Regions from separate parts of the Astyanax mexicanus genome. Here region 2 is linked to region 1. A link is a contact called in public Hi-C data. All regions are on one chromosome and are shown on one strand. Each heading gives the region's core, a stretch centred on a gene start, on an enhancer-like site or on the middle of the called end of the contact. The rest is flanking DNA. Distances are from core to core; before and after follow the strand shown.

Region 1 (5,003 bases), core at 1,751-4,250:
TGGAAATAAAAAGTAAATTCGTCTGTAACTGGAAATATTTGCATAAAACTGTGCCAGACTAAGGTGCACAGCTTTTCGTCTGCCACTGTTTACAAGCACATGTCCAGCCATGTGGAGGCCATGCGGTTACCTCGTGTGTATGCCTACTCCACCGCACCCCCCTCACACTTCTGCTCCTCCTCCACCTCGCGCTTCTCAGGCAGCAGCAGCAGCATCACATCACTCACACAGAGATGGAGAAAATCACAAAACATTGCAACATGACGTGTTTGATTTAATCGCCTTAGGTGACATCGCACGTCTGCGGTATGATTATAGTGCATGCGCACATCGCGATGACAATGAACGATACATCGTGCAGCCCTAGTATGTAGTCTGACATCTAAAATAATTTTCCATTGCTCGCCCTGTCCTGCTATTGTGTATGCACACATTGCAGTGACAATACTGAAAGGATATATTAACAATAATTACTATAAATAAAAACATTAAAACTATCACAGTGAGTGATATAAAGGTTGATAAAATTGAGATTGAGATCATGTCCATATAGTGTATAATAGTGTTAATAAACATAATTATAAAAACAGGCCTATTTGAGTCTATTTCCCCACAACTTAAGGGAGTGATGCAATCCTAAGAAAGCTAAAGAAGCATTTAGACTAAAACTGGAACTGATTACAGATGACTTCACCACAGGAACCGAAATCCAGCGCTATCTATCCTCTCTCTCAGCCCAGTCTGCATGTTTACCTCCGGCAACATGTTCTGCAGAAGAAGCGCATCATCACAACAGTTCTGAGGAAACTCCAACTACTTCCTTAGAATGAACTGTGTACCATGGAAAAGGGTGGAAGGAGGAGCCTGTGTCCAAAACAGATACTGAATATAGGCCCATGTATTGGGACATTTTTAATCAGGAGTATTAAAAACAGTTTATCCTGTTTTTGATGGAGGAAATGTCTCAAGACTGTGTAAGGAAGGCATTCTACCAGAATTCTGGAACATTACTCTGAGGATTTCACTGGATTCAGGTACAAAAAAGAGCTTTAGTGAAGTTAGAATGCTGGATGGCTACCAATTCAATTTATTACAGACGATCAACATGACTCCAGAAGTACTAGAACATAGATCCAAAATACTCCATGACTCCATGAAGTTTATGCTTATCTGCTTCAGACAGTCTTATTATATTTGCAATATTTCTTTACAGTAAACAGCCTCTTTGTCAGCAAAGTGTGCAGAGTAAAGTTGCTGAAGGCTTTCATCAGAAGGGGTGTTCACAAACATTTGGCCTTATTGTGTATTCCTTTCTCTGTGTTCCCTCACCACATCCCAAAGCCCTGAATCACACCGGAGGTCTGTCCTCTCCCCACAAGCTCAGACTCGTCCTCCTCTTTCTGTCTGACTGGCTCAAAGCCTCTCTTACTTTCTGTTTCAGACACACTTCACATTTCACCTGAACACACAGTCAAAATGAAAACAATCCCACTCGTTTCAATAGATGTACATACGATAAGCAGTAATACCAGGGTCTGGCCCTCTTTATGACTAAATACAACCTAATATGACGTCCGCTAATGTTAGTCGGGCGGAATTATAAGTCTCTTAGCATTTACAATGCAAGAGGACAGTTTATTTTGTATGTCTTCAAAGTAAAACGATAAAACTTTCCTCATACTGATGTCCTCCATAGTAAAGAACCCCAGAACTATGGCGTATACAAAAATTAGAAAACAAATCTTCAGTATGACATCATTAAGAGATGATGTGATAATGTGAAGATGTTTTGTGGATGATGTGTTCTGGCCCTGAAATAATAATTTTATTAAACTACCAGTATATTATTGTCACTTTAAGACAAAGACAATCTTTCAGAAAGATTAAATAAAAAAAATCTAATTATAAGAACTGTTAATAGATAAGTTAGAACTTAAACAGAATAAGATAACCATATAGTTACATTATGTTTTACTAGAGAAAGTGTCTAACTACTTTGATATGCCATAAAAACAACATACGTTAAATATTATATCTATAAACATCTATATAAACTATAGTCTTGTTACTATGAAACATTATGGCATGCTGTGGTTAATACTCAACATTTATCTTCCTAACATCCCTCTGTGAAGCCACATCAGACATAATTACTAATATAAAACGTTAAATGTTCAGGGACTCAATTTTAGACAGAAATACATTTAGTAACACACTATTAACTCACTAATAACATAACAAGGCTTAACGTTAGCTCATTTTAGTGTAAGAAGTGACACTATCTAAGTTACCTTATATTCAGGTTAAATAACCCTAACAACCTCTCAATAAACATATGTATGCTGTAACGTTAAATAAATGTGTTAAGTTAGCTAACCTAACTAACTAGCTAACAGGCTAATAATACGGATAATATCGCTTCTATAAAGATACTGTAGGTTAAGTTAGCTAGCTAACTAACTAATAGCTAACTAGAATTAGTTAGCTAGTTAACGGTAGTTAGCTTAGCTAGCTAAGTAAACACGTAACGTTAGCTTCATTAACCCAGCTGAGAAGCTTCCGACACTTTAATATAAACACTGAAAGTGCTGTTAAACCAGACGTTCAACAAGTTGTAGAAACCTTTTCCATGACTATCTGAACACAGTTACACTGTAAAAAAGTGAGTAATAAAGTTATTTCAGGTCTCCTGGTTGTGTGAATCTGACTCTAACTAGCTGTCATTTCACGTCAAAAACACGAGAGCGAGAATTCCGACACTTACGGAGTTATAAACTAACGCTGAAGTTTCTCAGCGATAATAACAGCTCCTTTTACCGCCTTACCTCGGTTTAGACACTCTGTTCAGTATGTCAGTCACACTTTCCGGGAGTTTATCGCTGTTATTTCGGCTGTAGAGGCTTCAGAGAGTCTCCTCTCCTCCGGGTGAGATCCGCTGTTCCTCAGTGTTCCTCAGCGCTCACAGGCGACGAAGCCATTTTAAACTGAAAGCAGATATACTTCCGCTCAGCCATACAGCATTTAAGGTGGAGCGTAGTTAATAACCTTAAACATCAACTTTAATTAATTAATGAAACCTGTTAACGCTAGCTAGCCAATTAAAATGCTAATATATTAACTTTATTACCTTATTCCTTTTACTTATGCTACTTTTTATCTTTACTATTGTAAGCTAAAAACTATAAATGGTGAACCAACCTATTAACTTTATTAATGGCTCACCAATAATGGCTTTGATAATGGCAACATATAACATATAGCTAACCATATATACATATATACAACCAATAAACTGTATTAATACTAACTAATCAAAATCTATTACTGCCCAAAATGTGAAATAAATATATAAAACTTAAATGTTTTTATGTTAACTTATTACTTTAATGCTACACTATGTATTGTAATAAGTAATGCTAATGTTTATATATGTTGTTTATACATTCAAGCTGTTTAACCTTTACTTTACTTTTACTAATGTTAACTGCATAAATCTAATATTATTGAATATTATTACATATATATTTTTCGTTTTAGGTAATTAGCTTATCAAACATATAAAAAACAGCTAGTTCAGTGTATCACTTTACTCTCATCACAAAAAAAAACATTAAAAACAACCTTTTTCAGACTGACTGAGATGAATAAGATATGGCAGGTGGACGCCATCTACAGACCTAAACCCACACTGTCTCTAACAGCACTAGAAAACATATGAGTTAAATGCAGGGCACTTACAGAATTATTACAGGATTTTATGTGACTTTGCAGTTTGAGTTAAAATAAAAGAGAGGCTATTGTACATTTGTAGATAAATATCTATTCAATCAAAAAAGTAATAGTAGTGATAGTGGATTGTTCTCAGCTGTACTAAAAAAATCCAGATCCATTTATCAGAATATATGGAATCAGAATCTAAATATCTGAATATATATATATATATTTTTATATAAAACTAATAAGCATTGTAAAAACTAGTCACGTGTTTGTTTCACAGAATGTGTTTTATGCATCTTGCAAATTCAACTACTGCAAATTCAAGGTATGTAAAAAAAAAGAGTGAATGGAGATACAATCTTTTTATGTAGCTTTAACAAAAGTTAAACAACATTCAACACGCAATTATAACCAAACTCCCTGGGGCTAAAATGTCTAATCATCTTCTTTTTGCACCCTTTTCTTAAAATTCCTGCCTTAAGGGTGAGCTGATAATGTTTCAGTCTACACAAAAGTACACAGCGCGTATTTTCATGAGATAAAGAAAGATTATCAAATTACACTGAACTGTCCAATGTAGAGTCCAGATCCATTAATCACATTCACATACATATATAAAATATAAATATAATATGAATTAATATTTAACACACAAGGGGTCGCGTTTGTTAACCTTATGTTTATAAGTTTTATGTGCTGCACGCACTGTTGCACAGAATGCGTTTTTATCACTACGCACTTTTAGGCGCGTTGCGCGCTTTTACGCACGGAATGAGTTCTTACGCACGGTAAGCGCTTTTATGCACGGTGCGCGCTTTTACGCACGGTGCGCGCTTTTACGCACGGTGCGAACTTTTAAGCACGGTGCGAGCTTTTAAGCACGGTTCGAGCTTTTACGAACGGAATGCGTTTTTACGCACGGTGCGCGTTTTTACGCACGGAATGCGTTTTTACGCACGGTGCGCGTTTTTACGCACGGAATGCGTTTTTACGCACGGTGCGCGTTTTTACGCACGGAATGCGTTTTTACGCACGGTGCGCGCTTTTACGCACAATCGATTACGCCTTTTTCCTAAGTTTGATATCCAATTACTCCATAATTATACAGTAATATCACTTGATATGCATGACATTAATAGTATGGAATGTCTTCTTCAAGGATTTTATGGTCTGATTTGATAATTAGATTTTTTTCACTTAAACAAAAACCGAATGGACATTTTTGGTATCCAATTACTCCAAAATGATTCAGTAATATCACTTAAAACATATATCTTGGCCACATG
Region 2 (5,001 bases), core at 1,043-3,542, 92 kb before region 1:
AAAAACAACAACAACAAAAAAAAAACAATAAATAAATGCCAAAAGAAGTGTTATAAAACATACAAATATATATACAACGAGGGCCTTTATGTCGTGTGTGGACTACATTCCCTACTGGGTTCTGAAAGGCACTGTTTTAACCAGTAGTCTGTCTGTATCTTCCTGTGTCCAAAACTGCAGGAGAAGTGTGTCAGAGGACATTGTGAAACAGATAAGAAGCTGCTGAGGGTGTGGCTGATGCTATCTTTTTTTCAGTTTTGGTTTCACTACAATGTGTGAGTTTCAACCAAAGATATGATGTCTGCTGCTGAGGTTCCACTAGAGGGCGCTGTAACTCCATAAATACGACATTACATTAGTCTGAGTACTGCATTCTTCACTAAACAGTCATTTCCATAGATCTAGAACGCTGATTAATATCTTATTTGGGATGATGCTGTAAATTAAGATTCATTTAAGGCAGATCTTTATCCAGAGCAGTGGTCACCAAGCATTACTGTGGTCATCTGCTTTTGTTTTAAAGCTCTATAACTGGTCAGATGTTTCTCCAATTAGTCTTTGATTTAATGTAAATGTGATTGCTGTGTGGGATGTAATATGCAAAGCAAATCCACTGGTTATATAGCCAATATTATTACTGGAGTTTCATTTATACTTAGAGGAGTTTCATCTGTTAAATGCATTTTGGAGATACAGATGTGTTTATATGACGTTCGCTGTCATATATGGATCATATGGATTTATGAAGCAAAACAACACAATTAATTTTGTCCAATTAGTCTGCTCTAGGCATTTAAAAAGTGATTTTAAAAAACTAAACTAAATTGTAAATTGTTTTATTTATCGCAATTAGGGGTGTGTTATATCGTATCATACGCTATAATATTGCAATAATATATTTAAATGTGAACAATATTATAGCCTGAAAAATTGGGCCATATTACCCACCCCTATTTATCACATCAGGGTATAACTTTTTTGTTGTTTTTAGCAAAAAAAAAAAAGAAAAACTGACACTTTTCTTATTTCTTATTATATATCTACTAGAGACATTCTATAGTCCACCATAATTTTTTTTGTCTTTTTTAAATTAGATTTAAGTACTTTTGCAATAGTTTCAATAATTTTGAGATTTTTAATTACATTTAATTTATATGTGAACAAGCCGGAGAATTAATGAAAAAGCATTTTCTGCTGATATTTTCATTTCTGCTGATATGTTTTGTTGTATTTTTTGAATATAGAAGCTAAATCTAAGCAGGGAAGCATCTGAGCCAATCAGACGTTGCAGGTATGAAGCCCTGGCTGGAACCTAACAGTAAACAAAGCAGTAAATAATGGTTTGTTAGCTAAAGAGCCAATTCTGATGTTTTTGCTTATGTTTTCTATCAGAATGAGCATTTTCTACTGATATTTTATATATTTGCTGATATATTTTTTAGTCAGTGATAGAACATAGAACCTGTATCTGAGCCAATCAGACATGGCAGGTGTGAAGCCCTGGTTGGAACTTAACTGTAAAACAAAGCATTTTCTACTGATATTTTAATATTTGCTGATGTATATTTTAGTCAGTGATAGAATATTGTGGCTGCATCTATGCTAGAATCAGAAATAACAGGTATAAAGCACTGGTTGGAACTTAACTGTAAACAAAGCATTGAACAATGGTTTGTTAGCTAAATAGCAAGTTCTTGTGTTTTTGCTCATGTTTTCTATCATAATTAGCATTTTCTGCTGATATTTTAATGTTAAATTGTATTTTTTGAATATAGAAGCTGCCTCTGAGCTGGGAAGCATTAGAGCCAATCAGACGCGGCGAGTATGAAGCCCTGGCAGGAACCTAACTTAGTAAGAAGGCAGATTTTTATAGATTTGTTGGATTTTAAGGATGTGTTGAGCTGGACTGGTGACCACTGGTCTGAAACATTGAGGCCAGTAGGCAGTAAGGACTAGGACCGAGACTAGGACTAGAATTAGACTACACTACACTACACTGCACATGAACACATCTGTACGACACTGCACTACGCTGTATCCCTCCAGCTGATCTCAGTCTCACTCTGGCAGTCCGAACTGAATGACGGACTGGCGAGCGTCCGAGCCGCACAGCATACTGTTCAGCACCTCTCTGGCGTTGATGACTGTGTCGCTGGAGCCGTTGGCGCTGGGCAGAGGGAGGTTCTGCTGGTCTGATGACGAGACGGAGGCGAACAGCGACAGAGAGGAGGAAGAGGAGGACGGTGTGAGTGAGGGGGAGAAGAGAGACGAGGATGAGGAGGATGGATAAGAGATGGTGGAGGGAGGGAGAAGGCTTGTTGGGGCTTGTTGAGTGGCTGCGGTTGAGGGTTGTTGTGTGCTGAGGAAGGAGTTGAGGAACGCAATGATGTCCTCGTGATTGTCCTGCTGCGGTTGCTGCTGCAGTCCCTGTGTAAAGGCCTCCAGCTCAAAGTCCTCCACGGCTCCGAGGCCAGCCTGCGTACTGTCCGGGGATAGAGGCGAGGGGCTGCGCACCCTCAGGTCCAGAAGGCCTTCTATAGGGTTCCTTAGTGAAGGTTGTGAAGGGAAGGAGGGCAGGGTGAAGGAGGGGAATGTTACAGGGGTCGGGTAATGTGACCCCAGGCTGGATAAATGCGAAGGCTGCAAGAAAAATTCTGTTAACTCCCTTTGCCTGTCCTCCAGCAAACTCCGCCTCTGCTCGGCCGCTCGCTGCTCCTGCGCCTGAAGCAGCTTCTCCTGCCGCTTCCTCTTCACCTCCTTATCCATCTTGCTTAGCTCCTCTCTCACCGGAGACATACAGTTTTCCGGGATCTTTATACCTGTGCAAGAGGGAGATATTAGACATCTATTTGGAAATACATTTATTGTGGAAATGTAGCTTTTTTATAACTACTAGCTTTACTTCATTACAACTAACAATATTGATACAGCAACCTTGAGTATTTATCAATACCATTATCAATCAAATATCATCTTTCACCCTCTCTTAAAGCAGCAGTTACTAACAGTTTCTTCTAAACTAAAAACACCAGTCAGGAGTTAAAAGAAGAAATATTCCAATCTGGGTAGATTGACATCTTAAAAAAAAACAACAACAAAAAAAATATATATTTTGAAAATATATTTTGAAGATGTCAATCTACACAGATTTCTCTCCTGATAACTAGTAAAGTGCTATTGTTTATTTACAGTAAGCTTAGATTTCCACTAAGGCTGGGTGCAGCAGCATTAGCATCAGCAGCTAACTGCGAGCGCTAGCTGCAGTTAATAAATTAATAAGAAAATCCATTAACCAAAAAGTAAAAGTTAATTGTGCCAAAGTCAATGTCAAAATAGACACTTAAAAGGTACTTAAAATACATTTAAATGTTGTTTTTAACAATTAATTTATTTATTACTATAAATATCTATTAAATGTTGAGTTCAATACAAATCAAAGACAAGATAAGTTTCTGCAAAGAAATAAACATTAAACTATTAAATAAACAATAAACTAACTGACTTTACATTTGATAACACAACAGTTCAGTAAAAACCTCACGTTATAGTGCAGACTAATGGATGTATTTATATTTTATTTAATGCAGTATCAGACAGATCCACTTACCCACTCTCTTGTGTTCTCTGGTTTTGAGGCGGACGATCTGCAGGATGCTGGAGCTGGTAACGTCAGCCACCACGTCAGCCACCCGCTTCCACACACACAGCAGAGCTCCACACAGAACGTGGTACTGCCTCAGCCGCATGCCCTGCAAACACTCCTGACCCTCATCCACCTTCTTACACCGCCCGGTCCTACACAACACATATCCATGCGTTAGATCGTGTGTCTACAGTTAACAACATGTGTTTGGTAGATTATCAGAACTTCAGTGCTCACCAGACAGCGTGACTGCATTTCTTAAAGGAGAATTTATACTGACTCTCCCAGCTCTCCTTCGCTTCCTCTGCAGTCACCTGAATTAGAAGCAATAAAAATGTAATCGATAATTAATAATGCAACAAATTTAGTATGAAAATGTATTTCACACTATAAAGCACACTGGATTATAAAGCACACTATCAATGAACGTCTGTTTTCTGGTCTATTTTCATACATAAAATGCACCGGATTAGTAGGTAACCAAGTAAAGCAAAACTAAGTTAAGTAAACAAAACTGTAATTCTTAAAAAAAAAAAAAAAACTCTACACAGGTTTCTCTCCTGAAAACTGTTTATTTGGGTGAGTAAAGTGCTTCATTTTATTTACAGTAAGCTTCCAGATTAAAAGTAAGATTTCCAGATTTCCACTATGGCTGGGTGCAGCAGCATTAGCATTAGCGGCAAACTGCTAGTGCTAAACGCAGTTATCGCTAGTAAATGGCAAATGACAGCGCTACACTGAGGAACCCTGAGTGTTCCGGTAAACCGGGGCGATATTAGCTAGCGGTTCGTCCCACGTAGCTTGTTTTAACACAGTAAACACACAGACTACAGTCCGAGATAGTCGCCTCTGAACGTCATAAGAGCTAGCGCTTAGCGGCTAATGCTAATACTAATTTTTCATCAAAATAATCAGAGACTGACTTTCCATTCTTTAACAAAACAGTCCCGTAAAAACTCTCTCTCTCTCAGTGAGTGAAAAAGCTCAGACCTTGCGGTACTTCTTCTGGATGTTCTCCAGGTTCTCCGTTTGTTTCTGTTTGCCTACGTTGGGCTTGTAGACCACCAGGTTGTGTCCCCGGCCTTGCTCAGCCAGCAGCACACACGGATGACTTCCTCTGACCTGTGAGGAGACAGACAGTCAGACTGTTAGTACTTCTTTAAAAACGGCAGAACATGCCTGAAGGCTGACCCAGCATTTCATTTAGATCTTTGATCATCTTTCCGGGCTGAGCTCACTGAAGCTTTTATACTGAATGATCTAATGTTGAACTTATCTGCACCCCTGGAGTCAGGGAGTCTGGATTTCCCCATTTCCAGGAACCACTTTCATTATTTTCATATTAGAAGCTGTAAAGG

The links. Hi-C and Micro-C count contacts between places; a contact is called where the count stands out from the background.
Region 2: a Hi-C map of muscle shows a contact between it and region 1, with 14 times the contacts expected there. The contact joins the enhancer-like site here to the promoter of si:ch73-63e15.2 in region 1. A contact is called at or near these places in 2 of 3 Hi-C or Micro-C datasets (both in muscle).

What each region holds. Positions count from the first base shown.
Region 1 is chr16:14,521,938-14,526,940 of AstMex3_surface, reverse strand. It overlaps si:ch73-63e15.2 (protein strawberry notch homolog 2), which reads right to left and starts at 3,000. Exons shown (of 32, transcript XM_007252641.4): 1 at 2,826-3,000.
Region 2 is chr16:14,613,217-14,618,217 of AstMex3_surface, reverse strand. It overlaps si:ch73-63e15.2 (protein strawberry notch homolog 2), which reads right to left. Exons shown (of 32, transcript XM_007252641.4): 29 at 4,634-4,765; 30 at 3,881-3,957; 31 at 3,608-3,795; 32 at 1-2,819. The coding sequence ends at 2,059. Among protein-coding and RNA genes, the nearest start is that of tjp3, 9.6 kb to the left of the region's middle. Within about 2 kb of position 2,292, the one cell type or tissue checked has an H3K27ac peak away from gene starts, as active enhancers do.